Linked DNA regions of Gossypium arboreum: region 2 is linked to region 1. The links are chromatin contacts, called in public Hi-C maps. All regions are on one chromosome and are shown on one strand. Each heading gives the region's core, a stretch centred on a gene start, on an enhancer-like site or on the middle of the called end of the contact. The rest is flanking DNA. Distances are from core to core; before and after follow the strand shown.

What was found. Hi-C and Micro-C count contacts between places; a contact is called where the count stands out from the background.
Region 2: a Hi-C map of leaf shows a contact between it and region 1, with 2.5 times the contacts expected there. The contact joins the enhancer-like site here to the promoter of LOC108463137 in region 1. A contact is called at or near these places in 2 of 5 Hi-C or Micro-C datasets (both in leaf).

Annotation. Positions count from the first base shown.
Region 1 is chr13:10,368,756-10,374,921 of ASM2569848v2, reverse strand. LOC108463137 (protein ASPARTIC PROTEASE IN GUARD CELL 2-like) reads left to right here and starts at 2,542. Exons shown (of 1, transcript XM_017763086.2): 1 at 2,542-4,275. The coding sequence starts at 2,681. The coding sequence ends at 4,105.
Region 2 is chr13:10,447,953-10,454,118 of ASM2569848v2, reverse strand. No RefSeq gene overlaps it. Among protein-coding and RNA genes, the nearest start is that of LOC108461607, 22 kb to the left of the region's middle. Within about 2 kb of position 2,273, at least 1 of the 2 cell types and tissues checked has an H3K27ac peak or open chromatin away from gene starts, as enhancers often do. A contact at or near this core is called in leaf, where this site is marked.

The DNA of each region.
Region 1 (6,166 bases), core at 1,293-3,792:
GCTAAAATATGTGCTTCAAAATTTACTCAAGCCTACCCATATTTTAGGTCTGCACGTATTATTTATATTTTACAAAATTTTAAGCAATTTTTAATTTAACATTTAATAATTTAATATATTTTATTTTATTAAAAATTTAAACATATAGAACTTAACATATTTTTTTGATGTGTACATTATAACATTATATATTGTAATTTTAATTTTAATTTCATAATACGCTTAAAAGTAAAAATAAAGTTGTTATGCTACAAAATTGAAAACTGAATTAAACTAAACTCGAGTAATGAATATTAAAACTTAACCTAAGTTTATATTTTAAATGAGTCTATTTTTTTTCAAAATCTATTTTTAGACCTAATGCCTCTCTTCGAATCCTATAAAAGATCAAACCACAAGTAAACTAACTTTTGGACAAGGGAGCATGCAAGGGAATTGCTCCTCCTAAAAATGGTAAAACACCTTTTAAAAATTCTAAAATTATAAATTAATATAATGATAAATTTACATTTTAATCCTTTTAAGATGATAAATTTTTAATTTGATCTCTTTAAAAGTTTTGAAATAATAAATTAATAAAATAATAAAAGTATAAATTTAATTCTCATAAAAATTTATAATTTAAATTTGTGAATTAAATGTTTACCTTCGACATGTCTAAAGACATTGCAGGCTAAGATTAAAAAAATATAAGTGCGCATGCAATGCATGCATTTTGTGAAAAGGCTAACTGTGAAGCTAATTCATTATATATATCAAGATGGTGGTATCTTTGGGTTTCCATTAATTAAAAGAAAAGAAAAAGGAAAGACTACTTTTGCTGATTAACATATGATCATAGATGGATTGATGTATGGTTCATAGCTAATCAGTGATATCTTTTTTAATGCTATACAATATAATATCAATATGCTTTTCAAGCTTAACATTAAAAAAGTTATCGATTGAGTCTTAGTTCGATTAATATAGGTATTGGTCTCAATATAGGATGACATTGATTTGAGTACGTTGAAACGCATTATCCTTTTATTTATGGGTTGAGAAGGGACTATAATAATTTTAAGCATTATGTAATAAAAAAGAATAAGAAGATATGATCAGAAATTATTTTAAAAATGCTAATAGTTCTAAGCATTATGTAATAAAAAAGAAGAAGATATGATCATAAATTATTTTAAAAATGTTAATATTTTTCTCTCATATCAATATTTATTTATCTATTTTAAATAATTATCTCTAGAATTATTATTATTTTAAGTTAAAATTAATTAATTATATCAACAAATTTAATTAAAATCAATCATTACAAATATTAAAATAAATTATTTAACTCAAATTAAAATTATCTCAATTCTACTAACTAGCAACTCCCACTTAATTTTCATATGGTCTCAAAATTTCAAGCCTCTGCCTTTACCATTGATACTTAAGTCTCATCGACGAATGTATTAATTAAACTTTATAAATGAGATTAATAAGATAATAGGTATCTCGTAGATACCACTATGTACATTTAACAACTAACAAAAAAATTATAATTTTAAAATTTCGCTTTTTATAATACTAGATTTCACTGGATGAAAGAAAATATAATATTAAATTTATATTTATATTTATAAAGAAAATTATAATATTATTTATTTAGATGTCAATATCATATACAATTATCCAAGCTTAGCTTAATTTCGATAGGAATTATAAATTTTATTAAAATTCATCTATATTTGTAAAATAACTAACCTTAAATTTAATTAAACCTGCTTATATTACCTGATTGAGTCAAGCTTGTTTACACTATAGTATTATGTTTAATTTTTATATTCTATAAATTACATAATATTATAAAATTTGAAAATAGACTGATTGAGTTAAGTTAGAGCCTTAAACATTAAATTCTAAGTTTGATTCATATTTTAAACGAGCTTAATTTGTTTGCTCAAAATCTTTTTTTTTTTAAACATTTTTATTCAAACTGTCTTAAATTTTTAACGGGCTTGAATAAATAATGCGACCCTTGAACAAATATCATACAAGCCCAAACCTTGACAAGTTTGAGCTCGATTTAACTCAAAATTGAAACTTGATATTCTTCTCAAAATTTAAGATTAATAATATATATTAAAAGTAATAATGTAATTTAATAATATAAATATATTAAAATACATATTAAAATGAAAAGTTCGATAAAACTTGTGAACTATTCTAGTCAATATTATTAAACTCAAATATAAATTAATTAATAACTTGAATTGCTCAAATTTGACCTTTATTTATCGAATTAATTTTAAATTTTTTAATTAAACCATATCAACATATTAAATCAATCATCCATTTAGCCACATACATTAACGATATATCAAATACTAAACTAGTAATCAATTAGTTGGGTCAACATAACACCATAGATAAAAAGCAAAAAGAAAGAAAGTTGGAAAACAAAGATAAATTTATTTTCCCTCTTAAACAGTGTTGAAACTCTTGATGATCAGTCCAAAGACAAAACTACAAAATACCAAAACAGAAACCGCTTTAACATCAATTTCCAAACCCCACATGTCCTTTTTTTCCCTTCTACGAACCCCTAAGCCTAAACCCGACTCAAATAAATCCCTCGCACCCCCTTCTTCAACCATCAGTACTACTATATCGGTATATTCTCAAACACCATAGCTCCTCAACTATGTCGTTAGCAGCAATATTAGTGACGATGCTGCAATTAGCTCTATGCAGCATCGCCGTCGCCACCAACTCGTTCCCTGACTTTCAACTCTTGAACGTGAATGAAACACTCACAGGGACGAAAATGTTTAAGCCCCACGGATTATCCGAAACCGATGATCATCGAGGGAAATGTAACCTGAAACTTGTCCATCGAGACAAGTTATTATCTCCCAACGATTCCTCTACTTTGCACAACCATGGCCGCCGTTTTCATGCACGTATGCAGAGGGACGTTAAAAGGGTGGCGAGCCTCCTCCGCCGTCTCCCCGGAAACGGAACCCACGACGGTGACGCGGCTTACGAGGTGAACGATTTTGGGTCGGATGTTGTTTCGGGAATGGACCAAGGGAGTGGCGAGTATTTCGTGAGAATCGGCGTTGGTAGCCCACCGAGGAGTCAGTATATGGTTATTGATTCGGGTAGTGATATTGTTTGGGTCCAGTGTCAGCCTTGTAACCAATGCTATCGACAATCCGACCCAGTTTTCGACCCGGCTAACTCTGCTTCTTTCGCCGGCGTCTCTTGTGGCTCTTCCGTTTGTGACCGGATTGAGAATTCGGGTTGCAATGCGGGTCGGTATTGTCGGTACGAAGTTATGTATGGTGACGGATCTTACACGAAAGGAACCCTGGCGCTTGAAACGCTCACTTTTGGTCGAACGGTCGTTAAAAACGTGGCCATCGGGTGCGGGCATGTTAACCGGGGCATGTTCATCGGGGCAGCTGGGTTGTTGGGCCTTGGAGGTGGATCCATGTCACTTGTGGGTCAATTGGGTGGCCAAACAGGTGGTGCATTTAGCTACTGTTTGGTGAGCCGGGGCACTGACGCATCCGGGTCATTGGTATTCGGTCGTGGAGCAATGCCCGTTGGTGCCACGTGGGTCCCTTTGCTACGTAACCCGCGGGCCCCAAGTTTTTACTACGTCGGGCTTTCGGGTCTCGGAGTAGGAGGCGTTAGGGTGCCCATATCCGAAGATGTTTTCCGGCTCACCGAATTAGGCTACGGAGGAGTCGTTATGGACACTGGGACTGCCGTGACAAGGCTCCCATCCTCGGCTTACAACCCCTTCCGTGACGCTTTCATCACGCAAACAGCAAACCTTCCTCGTGCCTCCAAAGTGTCCATATTCGATACGTGTTATAACCTATCGGGTTTCGTCTCAGTTCGGGTCCCAACAGTATCATTCTACTTCTCGGGCGGGCCAGTCCTGACCCTACCCGCAAGGAACTTTCTTATACCTGTTGATGATATGGGAACTTTCTGTTTTGCATTTGCTCCCTCTGGTTCAGGACTTTCAATAATAGGGAACATTCAGCAAGAGGGGATCCAGATTTCCTTTGATGGAGCCAATGGGTTTGTGGGGTTTGGCCCCAATGTTTGCTAAGTTCAATGATGTAAATGTGAAGTAATAGTGATGAATTTTGCTAGACAGTTCTTAGAGTTTTTTTTTTTTTCCTAAGAAAAGATGTAGTAGTGTTGAAATATTGAATTTGGGATTTTGTCAACTGAAAATATAATATTAAGTTCAATTAAATATATTTATATAATTATAAATATGAGTCTTGTGTATTAATAATGTCATGTGATACTTGTCTTGTCTTATAGTTAATGGTTTTGGTTAAAGTTTTGCCTTTTCTCTTTAATGTAATTATATGTATTTATTGTGATTTTGTAAAGTTTATACAAAGGGGCAAATAAGGTAAAAATGAAAAACAAATATAAAGGGCATGTAAGAGCAAGGGTCAAATATACCTAAAACAGTCAAAAGAATCATTAAAAAAAGGTCTGTTTTACTTTGATATTAGAGCATCCTTTTACATGGGATGCACCCTTTTACTCTGACATTAGAATGGGTGATTAAATTTGATTTGACTATAAAAAATTAATAATTTAAAATTAAAATTAAATTAATTAGGATAAATGTAAATTTAAAAATAACCTAAATAAATAATCTTAAATTCAAATTTCAAATATGAATTACTTCAACTTAAAATTATTTCAACCCAAAAAACTCAAATCGTGAACTCATTCAATTGATACCTAAGGAATCCTAAATGGGACTTTTACAGCATGAGTAGAGGCAGGGGGTGGGGTGTGGGTGGAAAATGACATTGATTGACCGGCACATTGCTGATTTGCCCACCATCTTTTTTTCACATCAGCTTAACACAAATGGAGATTCCTTCGGCTGTCTTTCTCACAAGGGTTTTTAGTGTTGAAATCATTAGGGAGGGAGGCCACACAACTTGCTAGACTTGTGTTAACCCTAAGTTGAGCAATGACTTTTACAAAGGCATCTACTTTTCCTTTCTTTTCTTTCCCCTCCCTCTTTTGCAATGTAAGATTTTGAGATGCCTTTGTATTGCTAATGGATGTTTTCATGAGCAAAGCCGGCACTTAAATGACCTGTTTTATGGTTCAAAATAATAAAAATCATTTTTATTTAAATTTAATTATACAAGTATATAAATATTAATATAAAAATATTTGTATATTTTATTAATTATAAACAATAAAACGAGTCAAATTAAATTAACCCAAAATTGAAAAATATAAATCCAAACTCAACCTAAAATGAATTGACCTGCTAATTCATGAATATCTCTAATTGTTAATCTTCGGCGGGAAAACTAAATATCATGTGAATTATAATATGCTATATTGATACTTAAATTTTGTCTCTCTTACATGATTTTTTAGGAAATGATGTCTTTGAACTTGTTAAAAAATGTAATGGAAATTTAAGATGAAAGCAATTTGGAGGCCCCACAAAAGTAAGAATTTGTTTTGGTGAAGTTGATGAAAGATGAAGGAATCAATAAAAGCAAAACATAAAAGCTTTAGGCAGCAAAATCAGGATTCACCCTTCGGAATATACCTGAAAATATTTTCCTAACCCGAAGCTAAAACAATGCTTCCTTCCGCTCTTTTTTTTTTTTTTACCATTTTAGGTATTAGTTTTAAAATATAATTTATTGACTTTTATCTTAAACAATATAATACAAGTTTACTTGTTAATACTATTAGACCTTTTCTATTAAATTCAAATTTATTACAATGTTTTTGTATGGATATTAAGTAAATATTCGTTTTGTTTTAAAATATCATACCAATGTATTTAACAAAAATAAAATTAAAAGTATTAACAATTGAATCTAAAATTTGAAATTTAAAATTTGAAAAGCAAGGAACTAAATTTTAAAAATATAAGAAAGCCTAAATTTCAAATTTACAAATAGTATAGATACCTAAAACAAGATTTAACTTTTTTCTCCGATCAATAATTGTCTTGACGAATGTTTAAACCCTAATCTAATTAACAAAATGTCAAATTTTGCTATTAGCTTATGTATTATGTGTAACTTATTAATTTAGTTACTATCCTCTAATTTGGTCAATTATAATCATTGTACTTTTTAAATTGATCCTTTTTAATCTCAATTTT
Region 2 (6,166 bases), core at 1,024-3,523, 79 kb before region 1:
AACCTTTCATTTTCTACCATAAATTTTAAAATTTCAGCATACTCATCCATGAAAAAATTTTAATACTTTGATAACTTTACAAATTAATCCCCAAAATAGATAGATTAGGTTATTACGATCTCGAAAATATAAAAATTACTAAAAACGGGACATGATTACTTACCAAATTAAGCTTGCTTGAAATTCTCTCTCTTAGCTAGGGTTTTTATAGAAATTTTGGGGAAGATGATGATATGAAATTATTTTATTCAATTAATTAACTTATCATCCATTAATTTTTCAACTTTCCAATTTAGTTCTTTTCTTTTGCTAATTTTCCATGGATGAATCATCATAAATATCTACTAACTTCTCTTAATGGTCTATTGCCCTATAAGGACCTCAAATTTTGAATTCTATAGCTATTAAATCCTTTTAGCTACTACAATTTAACTTTTACATTTTATACAATTTGGTCCTTTCTATAATTAAACATGAAATCGGTAAAAAAATTTTATCAAAATTTTCATACGTCTTTCCTATCATAATGCAGACCATGCAATATTATTAAAATAAAATTTATTTCTGACTCCAATTTATGGTCCCGGAACTACTGTTCCAATTTCACTGAAAACGGGCTGTTACAATAATCTCCAAAGAAATCAAACGATTATCTTCAATCATGATGGAAATATGCTTTAGAATATAGTTCAATGATGTTTTTTGAGTTGTTTTCTTAAGTATTTTATGATGGCTCACTCCTATATTCTTATTTTTGTCATATATAGGTATTAGAATGCTCGAAAAACCTTAAAAATCGCGTTTTTCTACTGTTAGGAGTGCAATTCGTGAAATTGACACGGCCTGACACATGGCTATGTGGTTTTAAAATTTTCAACCAAATATGTTTATTCGATCTACTCTATTTTCCAAGAATACAAAAAGAAAAATGGCTTCTATTTTTTTTTTAAATGGAGCTAGTTATTAATTTTTTTTTATCTCGCAACTAACATCCATTTTCATAGAAAAATAATATCTCATTTAGTACTTGAGTTTAATACTTTTTAGTGTAGTATTTTTTTCAATGTGATATTTATATTTGACAAAATTATACATTTTGTTCTTGAAGGTAATAATATTAACTTTTTGGTGTTTAATTCTAGTTTTAGTGTTGAGTTTATGAAAGTTAATTTCTAATATTATCAAATTTGAATTTTCATGATTTTTCATAGAGTTAATTGCACCAAACATCTAATTAATGTTATATTAATCATCAAACTATCAATGTTATATTAATCATATCCTTCCGTTATTGAAACCGTTAATTTAACCATTAAATGATACATAAAATCTTATGTGACATAATAAAATAAAAATTTGAAGGAATGTTGCTGCATAACTTTTAAAATTAAAACTAAAAATAAAGTAAAATTGAAAAAGAGCAAACAATAATTTCGTAAAAGCTTAAAATCACGAAACCAAATTTTTTACATCCATGTTTACAATATTTATTTTTCTTTAAATTTTTATTTTAAATTATGTCATATAAGATTTAATGTTTCATTTAATGATTTAATTAATGGTTTTACTAATGGAAGGACCTTATTGATATAACATTGATAGTTTGAAGATGCAATTAGAATGTTTTAAAATTTGAGGACCAATTCAAAATGAGAACTATAGTTTAGGGATATTTATAGCAATTAACTCTTTCCAATAAAATAAATTTAATGTTAATTTTGAATTTGATGAATTTGATTTTATAAATAAACAAGTTATTAATTAAAAGATGAATTAAAAATAAAAAATTAAAACAATATATTTATTATTTAAAAATAAAAAGCTTGAAACAACATAAAATAAAAATTACAAATGTGTTTTTTAGAAGAGGAATTGAATCTGAGATTTAAGGATGAAATCATTATTATTTAAACATTTAACCAAATGAATTAATATATTAAAAATAAAATAAAATAAAAATTACAAATATGTTCGAAAAGGAATTGAACTTGAGATTTAAAGACGAAATCATTATTATTTAACTATTTAACCAAGGTAACTAATATATTAAAATTACAAATATGTCGAGTTAGACGTACTTTTACACACACTCTAAAAATAATTTATTTTCCTAAATTTAAAAAACAATCTATTTATCCAAATAACTTTAACCAACTACATTTAAAATAAAAACTACTGATAATATATTGAAAAAGTGTATAACTCAAATACCAAGAATTGGAAAACCTAAAAGAATAAATTGATAGGATATCATTTTCATGTATCACGTGTGCAAGCCTAGCCTAACATTCCTACTATTTCAAGACATGAAGTCACCTCCAGCAATAGTTGTTGCACCTAATACCATTCCACCAATCTAAAATTCAAACCTTCTATATTATATTTCTCTCTCTCTCTCTCTCTCTCTCTCTCTCTCTCTATATATATATATATATGCAGGTAAGTAGTCAAAATTTGTATTGAATTAAGATGCAATTAAAAATAAATAGATTTTAGTTTTAAAATGATTTAACTTGAATTATTAAGTATTTTTGGAGAGGGTAAAATTAATTTTTATTTAATCAAATGGTTAAAGTGGATTAATTGAAATATTATTAAGAAGGGTTAAAAATATAATTAGGTTATTTAATTAAGGAAGACAATTCTTGTATATATAAGAAGAGATTCATTTACATTAGTATATTTCGATTATCTTTTGTACGATTAATATCTTAATAATTCAACTGTCATATTTAACATTTTATTCACTTAGATCATACATGCTGAATTTTGAGTGAAATTAAAATATCTAATTATTTGTTAAAATTTTCAATATGATAGAGATATCGAGTAAATTAAAAATTCATATGAAATTAAAATTGATGTCTATATTTTTATGGAAAAAAGTTTTGATTATTTTCAATTCTCAATGAATCATTTATAATTTTCATAAACCCAGAGCAAATCAATCAAAATTCCAATTATTGTGTAATTTAATAATATAATTCTCTTCTAGAAACCTTCATTATAGGGGAAAAAGAAGTTTTGTTTTTTTTTAATTTTAAAAAGAATATTGGATAGGGTTTATCTCCACCCAAACCTGTCATCTTCCTCCTTAAACCACCCATTATACGCCAATATCTATCTCAAGATTCATATCCATCTATTATGAAAAAAAAGAAAAATCTTATCCATCCTCATTGAACTATTTGAATATATATTAGGGCGAATCAAAATAAAATTATAAAAGATTGGGTCGAAGTTAAATTTTTTATTTAAAAAAATTTAAATTAAATTATTTTTAATTGGGGGCTAAAGTTGTTATTATTCCATTTAGCTAAAGAGGCCAAAGACCTTGCCTGTAGGTAGGGGTGAGTATTCGATCGAGTCAAGTTGAATCGAGTTAAAAAATTTCGAGTCGAGTCGAGTCAAATTAACGAATCTTATTATTTATTCTCAATGTTCCGTTTACATGGACTGATTATTTTACAAGTAGACAAAGTACAAGCTTTTAGATTAATTTTGAGTAAAGGAAAAAAAGGAGAGTGGGGCGATTGAGGAAGAAAAGTAAGACTAATGGGTAAACATTTATCAAAACATTTACCTTTTAACTTTAGAAAAATATAAACTTTTATCAAAACAATGTAGTTTTATCTTCTTTTTTTTTTTTTGGATTTTTGGATAACTCGAATTAGGGGTGAGTGTTCGATTGAATCAAGTGAAACCGTTTTAGTTAAATTAGAAAAAATAATAATGTTAAATTAAAATCTTATACAATATAACTATTTCCATGTTAGAACACAAAATTTGAAACAATATATATTTGAAAACTTTTTTAACCAAAATAAAAAATAAGAAGATATTTTAGTATGATAAACTTGAATCATTAATCACTTATTTAGATTCCAAAATTATTATTTTATTAAATTTTTATATATTTTTAATTTTTAAATTTATAATTTTTAAAATATAAATATTAGAATTTCTATAAATATTTTGAATTTTAAAATTATTTTCAAATCTTGGAAATTACTTTGATTTTTTGTAATTTTGTTAAGAGAGACCAATTTGCTTATTTTCAAAATTGACAGGGCCAAAACGGTATTTATACTAATATGTTATTCTAATTATTCGAGTTATTCGAATTGTAAAAATTCATGTAACGTCCCCTACCCGAGACCGTCGCCGGAGTCGAGCAGGAGACATTACAAAACTTATCTTAGCACTTAAACAGTTTTCGTAGTAAACTATCCATCTGTGTTACGGTCGCTAAAAAAATCATATCTCGAGTTATGAAACTCTAAATCTAATTCCGTAAATTTTCCCTGAAACTAAACTCATATATATACTTACTAATTTTTTTCTATAATTTTTGGTTAGGCCAATTAGTACAGTTTATTAGAAAAAGTCTCCCCTGTTTCAGGGTTCGGCTACTCTGACCCTTGTGCACTACGAATCAAATTTCTTCCTGTACAGAAATCCAATGACTATTCCATTTTTTCAATTAAAAATAGACTCAATAAGGAATCCATACAAATAAAGTTTGAGTCCTAATTCTTAATACACAATTTATGGTGAATTTTTAAAGTCAGAACAGGGAATCCAGAAATTGTTCTAACCCTGTTTCACCAAAACGTAAATATCTCATAAAATACAACTCTTTTACCTATTTTATTTCTTCCATATAAAATAGATTCATTAAGCTTCAATTACAAATTTTATTCATTATCTAATTCACTTTATACTATTTTTGGTATATTTTCAAAGTTGGACTACCACTACTGTCCAAATCTGTTTTAGTATAAAATGTTGATAACTAAGTTTATAACATCTTCATTTCTTCTCTCTACAATATTTACCAACACTTCCTCTTATTACTCTTCACTAACATATCAAAACATACCATACTTAAGGTTTTGGTAACATTTACAAAACATACCAAAATATCACTTAACAACTTAGATACTTTCAAAATGACCAAAAGACATCCTAGGTACAATGCCATTTTCCAAAAAGATAGAAACTTCACCAATTTGAGTTTGGGCATCGGCTTGTATGCTGAGTCCTTATACTTTCATACCTAGCCTACGCACGGAAACAAACCGTACGCTGAGAATACTCTCAATGGTATTTCTATAAACAATAGCTTAATCAACTTTAAAACATGGTAATTCAAACACATTATTGCTATTATTCAATATTAATATCAATCAGTACTTTAAAAACCTTTACTTTATTTACCCTTATTAACAAAACTCGGACACTGATGGATACACGGATCCAACCTACACTCCGGGATAAGCACATAGTGCTTCATCGGAATAAATCCAGAACTTTAACATTATAGTACACAAAGTACTTCATCGGAACAAATCCGAAACTTTAACAGTAGTCGACACATAGTGTCTCATCGACTCAATGTCGAAATATCCCAATACTTCCAATTCCTATGACATGTCAACTATATCCGACTAGCCCGACACTGTTAATAGGGTATTCAAAATCACATTCATTTCAATATGGTAAAAATACTTACCTCATTCACATTTTCATACAATATAAATATCAAATATAGCAATAACGATTAAGCTCGGTTTATAGAAATACAAACCACTATTTATCGAATTTAATCGATATCTTCGTTCACTTTCTCTTTTCCCTTCTTTGATGACGTATCCGGTGCTACGTTTGCTACTAACAATCATACAATTAAAAATCATCAATATATTAATTCATAAAACACATTTTCACTTTCTACCAAACTTTTACAAAATTCCAATTTCGTCCTTTTTCCATTACTAATCTTTTTTCTTTAACTTAAGCTTCATATTCTCTTTTAATCAACTCATTAACAATTTCTAACTCATAAAATTCATTATAAAACATAAATTTTGAGCTCTATTCAACTTAGTCCCTATTTAAACCTAACTTAGAAATTCCTTTAACTAATCACTTCTAACTTCAATTTCTATCAATTTAACCCATAAAACCTCAATTTATTCAACTAAATCAATATCTAAAATTCTCTATTTTTCTTCATTTTAACCTCATAGATGTAGAACTTTGAATTAGGCATCCATAAACATAAAAATCATAAGAAAATGAGCTAAAACAACTTACCAATCAAACTTTAGGGCCTTAATCCTCAAATTTCCCTTTTTTATTTCTTTCTTTCTTTCTTCTTTCT